Linked DNA regions of Mus musculus: region 2 is linked to region 1. Evidence: chromatin contacts called from public promoter capture Hi-C data. All regions are on one chromosome and are shown on one strand. Each heading gives the region's core, a stretch centred on a gene start, on an enhancer-like site or on the middle of the called end of the contact. The rest is flanking DNA. Distances are from core to core; before and after follow the strand shown. Region 1 holds the start of Pcdh19 (protocadherin 19). Region 2 holds the start of Sytl4 (synaptotagmin-like 4).

Region 1 (4,525 bases), core at 566-3,065:
GACGGTCCAGTCTCAACCTCACTAGCAAAATAATTCCTTTGTGTGTGTGTGTGTGTGTGTGTGTGTGTGTGTGTGTGTGTGTGTAGGCTCTCTTGGCACTCCCACCACCAAGGTAAAGGCTGCTAACCTAGCTCCTTTGGATGATATATTATTTTAAGCATCTGGGTCGCTCTTTGTAAGAAGATGGCAGTTTTGGGGGAAAAAACCCCATTATGTGTTCAAATGCGTTTTTCATTTTCGTATTTAATTTTTTTGAAGGGCAAAAACGAGTCTCATTTTGAGACTACGGGTTCAGGTCAAAGCCGCTGGGCTAATTATGAGTTTCTTCAACCAAGACTCCCAAATAACAGACACTAATAACTCAGAAAGGAGGTTTGCTCTATCCAAGAACTGTGAATTCAGAAGCTATTTCCCATCCTCAATCTGTAATTTAAAAGAAAAAAAACTGGAAAAAATGTTCATCGAGGGCGCATTTGATTCTTTCCGCTTGAGATCTTAATTAAGAGCCTAAGAGCCTTAGATCTGGGCGGGGAAGAGTCCACCTCTGTTTCTAGGGTGCCTTTGGTCCAAAAGGCAGAGTAAGCTTGATGTCAACCCTGGCCACGCCGGCCTCTGGCTTTCCAGCATTGGCAAAGGCTACAGCTGCCACCGCCACCCAAGGAGAAGTGGAAGCCCCCCTACCCTCCAGACAGAACCGGCCCCGGGGAACACTGAGCGCCCACCACACCATAGTGGGCTCACGGCGGCTAGGGACCTCGGCGCGCCCACTCCGAAGCTTCTGTCCGGGTCTGGGCTCTCTAGACGCGGCGCGGCGCGGCGCGGTGGCGTCCGCTCTGCTCCGCTGGCTTTTCTCAAACATAGTTTATTTATAGGAAGCTAAATTGTCCGATAGGGTTGGGTGAGGGGTGAGAAAATGTAGCCAGAACCCTTAGAGGCTAAGTCCTTAAGCCACCGATCCCTTTTGATTAACTAGAGACCTGAGTGAGCCAGAGTGGACCAGCAGCCCTGCAGCAGCAGCTGCTGCTTCTCTCTCTCTCTCTCTCTCTCTCTCTCTCTCTCTCTCTCTCTCTCTCTCTCTCTCTCTTCCTCTCTCTCTTTCTCTGTGTGTGTGCACGCGCGCGCGGGCGCGCTCGAGCTGGGGTGTTCCCAGGAGTGTATCATCTTCCCAATGAGGAAGGATAAGGATAATGGTTTGGGTGGGTGGCGGCCTTGGTCTTGGCAAAAGTGAAGATGCACTGGCCAAGAGCTTGATGAATGACCATAGCAGGGGCGCTTACTCCTCTTCCTTCCACTACCAGAGAATAAGAGAAAACAGATACAGAAATGCTGAAGAGTGAGACAAAGGAGAGATAAAGAGAGAGAGAATATTGCATTTAAAATATGAAGATACCTGAGAGAGATAAACAGCAAGAAAAGAAAAATCAAACCCTCATCTTTTTCTGTAATCTCTGCAGACAAGAGATGCAAAAAGGGCTCTGTTCCGAGGCTGACTGAGCTTCAGTGGCAGCACACCTCAAATCTGGCCCACTTCTCCTTTCCTACTTTGCTTGTCCCAGGCCAGTCAGGTACCCACCCTCCCCTTACCCCCACTCCTGCAGGGGCTCTGCAGTTCAGGGTACTCTACTCAGTTGGGCCAGTGTGTAAGTTTCCGCTTGGCCCCGCCTCCCCCGGCCTCTCTCCTCCCCACCCCCCCTCCCCGCCTCGCGCCTTGGTCCCGCCCCAAGACCGGAGCCGCTGGGCTGCGCGCTGATTGGCTAGTGCCTGGCGTAGCCGGGCTCGGCAGCTCGGGCTCTCTCCGGCTCTCTCCAGACTCTGTGGCCAGTAGTTTGCGGCATCGGGAGGAGGAGCAGCAACAGCAGCAGTAGCGGCAGCGGCTGGCTGAGAGGGGAGACGGGCGAGCGGGTGCAGACGGCAGCACCAGCTACCGCTCACCATGCCCGGCTTGCCCAGAGGGCACTGGCATTCACTTCCCTAGCCCCTCGCGGGCTGCGGCGCAGTGTCCTCCCTGGCTTTCCAGCTGAGCCGATTCATCTGAGACCCGAACCTCTCGCCCCAAACCCATTCCTTCCTGCTCTCCCCCTCTCTCTCATACTCCACATTCGCACTTCCCATCCACACATTCACTCTTCCTCTCTTTCGAACATCCACGAACAGACCTCCCCTGCGCGCGAGCGCCGGGGAGGGAGGAAGCCCTAAGCAGGGCTGATAGCGCTTCTCCTGGAGGATGGGATCCAGAAGCTCCCGCAAGTAAACTTTGGAGCCGACAGAAGCCCTCGACCCTGGCAGCTGCCCAGGCGGACCCCAACAACATGCGGCTGAACTAAGGAGGGCTTTCTTTGGCGGCGGCGGCGGCGGCGGCGGCGGCAGCGGCAGCGGCGGCAGCGGCGGCGGCAGCGGCGGCTGCTGCGGTCCTTGAAGCTACACCCCAGCCCAAACCCAGGAAGGCAAAGAAGCCCCGGGTACCCGCGACTGCAGCCCCGCCTCTTCTGGCCGGTACTGTAGTAGCTTCCTTTCTTCACCTTCCCATTCCCCGTGTCCCCTCCCCCTTCCCCGGGGCAATTGGAAAGAGCAGGACTTTGATTTTCTTGGACAAATTGCCATCTTCCCGTTTTTAGAAACTTAAGGCGGAGGCCTGGGCTGCGTTGGCAACTTTGATTTCCGAGATATAAACGCCCGCAGACCCGCAACTGCTCTGTGGGAGGAACCCTGCGCCCACCTCGGATCCTGGGCAGACGCACCCCCCACCCCACGCCCTCGGACACCAACCTCAGCGCCCGGGAGAGTGCTCTCGCATCTCTCCCCTCCCCCTTCCTCTGCCCGCCCCGGGACAGCCCTCCAGCTCTGCCAAATCCCTGGGAGCCCACGGATCTTGCCAGGAACTCAGACTTCTGCCTGCGATCCCCCCTTTCCCTCTAACAGGCCTTGAAGAGGCCAGAGGGCCCCCCCCCCCCGGATCCCGGAGGGTGCGTACCAGGCGGGAGCTCCCTCCGCAGTGAGCTGGGCGCGCTGGGGGGAGGTCCTTGCGCATGCCAGGTGCACAGACTGCGCGCTCGCCTGCCCCAGTGCCGGTGCGCTGCGGCGGGTCCGGCAGTGCCTGAGAGGCTGCGCCCCCACAGCCTTCCACGTCCGCGCCCCGAGTCCACTACCGACTCTGCTGCTTGTGGCCCTCTGGGGCGTGCGAGCGCCGCTCGAACCGCAGCCCTGCGCTGCTGCGGCCAGTCCCGCCTGGCTAACTTTGAAAGGGGAAAACTGAGTAGCCGGGCTGGAGGGAGGGGGCTCGGGGCTGCGCGGCGCTCCCTGGGCACCCCGGAGCCCCCGGCCCCCCAGACAGTCTCTGCTGAGACCACTGCAATCTCAGCATTGGAGCCTGCGCGGGTTCCTCCCGCGCGCCTCCGGGCCGCCCTGGGCGGGACTCCTCCCGCGGCCTCCGGGGCCACGGGGCGCGCGCAACAGGCGGCCCGAGCCGGCGGGAAGCTGGAGCGCCGGCGGCGTCGGTCTCGGAGGGGTGTGGAGAGGCGAGGCAAGGCAGAGCCCCGCGCAGCCATGGAGTCTCTCCTGCTGCCGGTGCTATTGCTGCTGGCTGTACTGTGGACGCAGGCGGCTGCCCTGATTAACCTTAAATACTCGGTCGAAGAGGAGCAGCGCGCCGGGACGGTGATCGCTAACGTGGCCAAGGACGCGCGGGAGGCCGGCTTCGCGCTGGACCCCCGACAGGCTTCTGCTTTCCGCGTGGTGTCCAACTCGGCTCCGCACCTGGTGGACATCAACCCCAGCTCGGGCCTCTTGGTCACCAAGCAGAAGATTGACCGAGACCTGCTGTGCCGCCAGAGCCCCAAGTGTATCATCTCGCTCGAGGTCATGTCCAGCTCAATGGAGATCTGTGTGATTAAGGTGGAGATCAAAGACCTGAACGACAATGCTCCCAGTTTTCCGGCCGCACAGATAGAGCTGGAGATCTCTGAGGCAGCCAGCCCCGGCACCCGCATCCCACTGGACAGTGCATATGACCCGGACTCCGGCAGCTTTGGTGTGCAGACCTACGAGCTCACGCCCAACGAGCTGTTTGGCCTGGAAATAAAGACGCGGGGTGACGGTTCGCGCTTTGCTGAACTGGTGGTGGAGAAGAGCCTGGACCGTGAGACACAGTCACATTACAGCTTTCGCATTACGGCTCTCGACGGAGGCGACCCACCACACATGGGCACAGTTGGCCTCAGCATCAAGGTGACCGATTCGAATGACAACAACCCAGTGTTTGGCGAGTCCACCTACTCAGTGAGCGTGCCTGAAAATTCACCTCCCAATACACCCGTCATCCGCCTCAATGCCAGCGATCCAGATGAGGGCACCAATGGCCAAGTGGTCTATTCCTTCTATGGTTATGTCAATGACCGTACGCGTGAACTCTTCCAAATTGACCCACACAGCGGCCTGGTCACCGTCACCGGTGCGCTAGACTATGAAGAGGGCCATGTGTACGAACTGGATGTGCAAGCCAAAGACCTGGGGCCCAACTCTATCCCTG
Region 2 (4,525 bases), core at 750-3,249, 290 kb before region 1:
ATTTCCTTGTCATAATAAACTGTATATATCAGTTTAATTGACTATAATAATATTCCATTTGTAGGACTATATAATATTTTACTTAGCCATTGAACTATCTTTATCTGTTTCTTTTTAGTCTAGTTTATAGTGGAAAGAAACTTTGTATCTTTATCTGTTTCTTTTTAGTCTAGTTTATAGTGGAAAGAAACTTTGTGTTCACCTCTATTTCCTTAGGATTCATTCATTAATTAGCCTGTCATGCAATTGTTACTCAGGGCTTACTATGTATCATATACTAGTTTAGGTGCCAGCTGTCTGCCTCAATTGGCAGGCTGTCTTTTACTTAGAATCCTTGTGTGTGTGGGGAAGGAACACATTTAAGAGAAAAGCTTCATGGATTTCAACTTTGGCTGTGTTGAGTTTGAGGTGCTTGCAGGATATCTGATTGGAGATGCTAAGGAAACAGAGCTCAATATAGCTTCCATCTGGGAAGAATTATAGAATTACAGATGTGGTCATATAGATGAAAGATACCATTTAGAGAGAGCTCATTTATCTTCACTCTGAGATTGTCTGACATGACAGCAGAACATGAACCCTATCAAGGAAATGGAAGAGAAGGCAAAATACTAGGAGGAAAAGCAAGGCAGTGTGACAGATACCACAGAATTCATTTCAGGGGTAAAAAAATGGCCAATGGGGTTAAATGTAGGGAAGAGGTCAGGCAAGATAAGAACCAGTAATGCTTTATTTGTTTATTTATCAAGGAATTTATTGATGCAGAGATCATTGGTTTGGTAGCTCATTTAGCTTAGTTTTGGTTGCGGGGAAGGAGACTAGATTTTTAAGCGTTGAGAAATGAATGAGAGAGAAGAGAGTGAGAAATTGCAGACATGTCTCACCTGTAAAATAGTTTCAATAAATTGACCCTTAAAGGAGGTATAGAGAGATCTTGCATATGGGTAGGACGCAGATTTTCTTTTAAGATGGTAGAAAGTTTAGTACGTTTCATTGGTAGCAGTAGATAAGACGGATCTGCCTACTTTTCACTGCTGACGTGAAGCAAAGACAGAGAGGAAGGTGGAGATGTGGGTAAATATAAACATTTTTGTGTGTATCGAAGGACAATGAGCACATGCTTTCAAAAGACAGTTCTTAAGCAGGATCCGTGCCTGCTAGAAGTGACAGAAGAGCTGACCTGGCGCTTCCTTTAGCCTTTTACAACCCACGGTTGTTCTCAATTGTTGTCTAGTTTTTAATGAGGTGACTGATTTAACTAGTTGTGTCTTTGAGTGTGAATGCATGAAATTAATCTATACCCTTTCCCTAAAGATGACTTTTACTTGCCTCATAAAAACAAAGAGTCAATCTGAATGATATATGTGTTAATATTCCCCCAAATAAAATTCAGACCATTCCCTCTCCTGTTCCTCTACCACTCGCCCTGCCCTGTCTTCCTTTCCCCACACCCCCATATAGTCATCTTTCTATTCTTTTTAAAAGTTTTTACAAGTTATTTATTTCGATGACCCAATCCGTTTCATCAGGGTTGCTTACAGGGCGATTATTTACAGGCACTCGGGCTCCTTACCAATACCTACATCAATGAAGAAGTTATCTTTCTCTCTCCCCTCCCCCCCGCCCAGTGACTGACTCTTGTTTTCTTTTCTTTTCTTTTTTTTTAATTAGATATTTTCTTCATTTACATTTCAAAAGAAGTACTTTACTATTGGACAACTTTTGGCTCGCTGAACAAAAAGGCAAGTGAACTTTATTCCCATTCCTACCCCCACCCCCGACCCCCATCATCTAAGAGAGTGAGCAAAGATAGACTAGACGGAAATGGCAGAGGAGGGACATCCAGTAGGTCCTCAAACTCTGCTAACTCAGGAGGAAATTCCTCCAGTGCCTTAAGGCTTTGGTTCCCAGAACTCTCTACTGTACTAGTTGGCCCTCTGCTCAAATAGCCCTGCGCTCAGTGCGGCCCCTTTAAGAGTCCAGCTCCTCCCCGCTCCAGGGAAAGTTGCAGCTTTTTCCGCCTCCTGGGAGGGTTGAGTAGGGCCGGCCGCCTGGGTTGCTGGTCTAAGTCTTTTTGGAGCTAGAGACCCTTCCAACCATTCGGCACCCGGACCTTTGGTCACCTAGTAGCACCTGTTGCAGGTGACAGGTAGGTGGCAGCTAGTATCTGAGCGCACCCTCACCCTCTCTCTGTCTGGGACTTCTTGGACTCCCCCAGCCCCGTGTCTCACCCCCACTTCGGGGGCGTGTGTCCTGTTGTACCTTGTGTGAGGTCCCTGTCCTCCCTCCCCAGCTGCCACGCGGGCCCTTCTGCTGTGTCCGCGTCTAGGGACCGCACCCCCACGCGGTGCCTCCCGTCTGCTCCAGGCGGTCCCTCCCTGCCACTTATCCTTCTCTCGGGCTGCTTCTGCCCAGTTCCCTTGAACGGAGTTTGTGGGAGCTACCTCTCCACAGGTATCCTTGGCTCTGCGCGCCCCAACTCCCTCCCCCTCCGTCCCCTCCAGTAGCCTTGGCCCCTCTAGAGAGCTGGCCCCTGGCGCAGGCTTGAACAGGCTTCTAGTGGAACTGTGTCCTCGGACTTGGAGGCTAGTCACCTTTTTGGTGACCTCGCTGGACTTGACTGTCCAGCTCCTTCTATGGCCCCTCGCTGTTTCTGAACTCCAGGCTTCTGTTTTCCTAGCTTCACCTTGTCTCTTCACCACAGGTACAGACTTCAGGCAAGTTGACTCTTGAGTTCTACCTCAGTGGGTTGGTTCCCCTTGGGCATGGAGCTGGAGCCCCAGCTGTGTAGGTTAGAGCTCAACTCCTTTATCATGCCCCCTTCAAACAGGCTGGGGGGTTGCTCCTGGCAGAAGGACACCAGTGCTCCTCCAGCCTGGAGAGGATGATGAGCACTGAGAGGACACTGAAGGAGATGGATGGGCTTTAGGAGAAGTTGATGGTAAAAGAATTTGGTTTAAAATTCTGATAGCTTGAAAAGTGATGTGTTTGCTTTAACCAACTCTTTCTCCCTCCCCCGACCCCAATATGCTACAGTTTCAGGACCAGAGGATCTAGCATTCTAGTATATAAATGGCTTCTAGAAGGACTGACCCTAAGCCCTGTATATCTGTGGGAGAAATTAATCTCCTATATCCCTTGACTTCCCTACCTCACTTTCCCTTTCTGCTTTTGTTACTTTGAGACAGGGTCTCACTGTAGCTCAGGATGGTAGACAAGGCTGGCCTCACACTGGCTGGCAATCCTCCTGCCTCTACCTCCCAAAGTGCTGCTGTTATAGGTCCGCAACATCACATCTGTTCTCTGCTGTTTTTTTTTTTTTTAAACCTGGTTACTCTTCTGCTCTTTCTTAGCTGCACTCTTCATAAATATGTTGACATTAAGGAGTTAATGAACTAAGGTGCAAATTTGCCATGAAGAACTAAAAACAATAATTAGCTCAGAGAGCTCTGGCAATTTTTTTCTTGGTGTGTGTGTGCGTGCTGGAAATCCTAGTAGAAAAAGCCCCCACAAAACTGGTTTGTGAATCTCCCTTTGGGTAGCAGATGGTCGTGATTTCAAAGGCTACACCCTAGGTCAGAGTGGTGAACTTGAACTTGGAGGCTGGTTCTGGGATTATTAGTCTGTGAGTATATGAAGCATTCTGGTTGGTGTTCTCTGAGCACTTTCCCTTCAAGGTTGGAACTATTAAAGTGATGGCATAATGAACGAATGAAGTCAGGTGGCGACGTGATTAGTTCTCATCCTATCTCAGATAAGCCTCACACTAATTCTATGCAATTGGTGATACAGTTACAGCCATGATACAACACAGAGGAGGCTGAAAGGTTAAGTGTGATGCTCTAAATTACACTCTGACAACGGGACAAGCTTGTATGGAGCTAACTTCTGGTCCATGGTTCCATCTTAGATGCACTGTGGGGAAGTTGAATTACCACATTCATGTCTTAACTGAGTTAACTTCAAACATGAGACCAGTTGCATGTTGCTGTTGTTAAGTACATACCCTGGATGACTGAAACCTCTGAGGCTCTCAGCTCTGTTGTCATTGTCTTGAAGTTAGGAGAACAAATTCCTGGGTTTTAGAGGTGTGTTCCTGAATTCTCTGGATGGGCACCTGATTTAACTTCTTCCTTTCCAGATGGCCAGAGGGGAAACAATGGCGTAGCAGCTGACAGGTTTTTGACAGAAATATGTGTATGTGACAAAGCCACACCAGGCAGACAGAGTGATAGCACACCCTTTTTATTTGTAGCTTCAGCAGAGATACTCAGGAGAGTATATCTTCCTCAAGCCCACCTCTGGAACTTTGTTTAAACTACTGGTTGTCCCCCCCCCCCCCCCCCGGCCAACTTGGTACTCATATCCCCAACCTCTTGTCATTAACTCTTATTCATCTCTCAAGATTTCTCCTAACATCATTGCCTTTGAGGCAAGCTCACTGAATGCATACTTCCTTCTCCCAAGGAGAATGACTACTTATATTGTCTTGAAGGACTTTATTTAGACTTCAATAAAGGCCTGA

The links. Promoter capture Hi-C pulls out the DNA fragments that hold promoters and counts their contacts.
Region 2: a promoter capture Hi-C map of liver shows a contact between it and region 1, with 4 times the contacts expected there. The contact joins the promoter of Sytl4 here to the promoter of Pcdh19 in region 1. A contact is called at or near these places in 3 of 39 promoter capture datasets (embryonic stem cells, liver and stem cell-derived epiblast-like cells) and 1 of 9 other capture datasets (liver).

Annotation. Positions count from the first base shown.
Region 1 is chrX:133,686,283-133,690,807 of GRCm38.p6, reverse strand. It overlaps Pcdh19 (protocadherin 19), which reads left to right and starts at 1,815. Exons shown (of 5, transcript NM_001105246.1): 1 at 1,815-4,525. The coding sequence starts at 3,544. It overlaps Gm26851 (predicted gene, 26851), which reads right to left and starts at 3,028. Exons shown (of 4, transcript NR_153117.1): 1 at 2,972-3,028.
Region 2 is chrX:133,979,286-133,983,810 of GRCm38.p6, reverse strand. It overlaps Sytl4 (synaptotagmin-like 4), which reads left to right and starts at 1,999. Exons shown (of 17, transcript NM_013757.2): 1 at 1,999-2,149.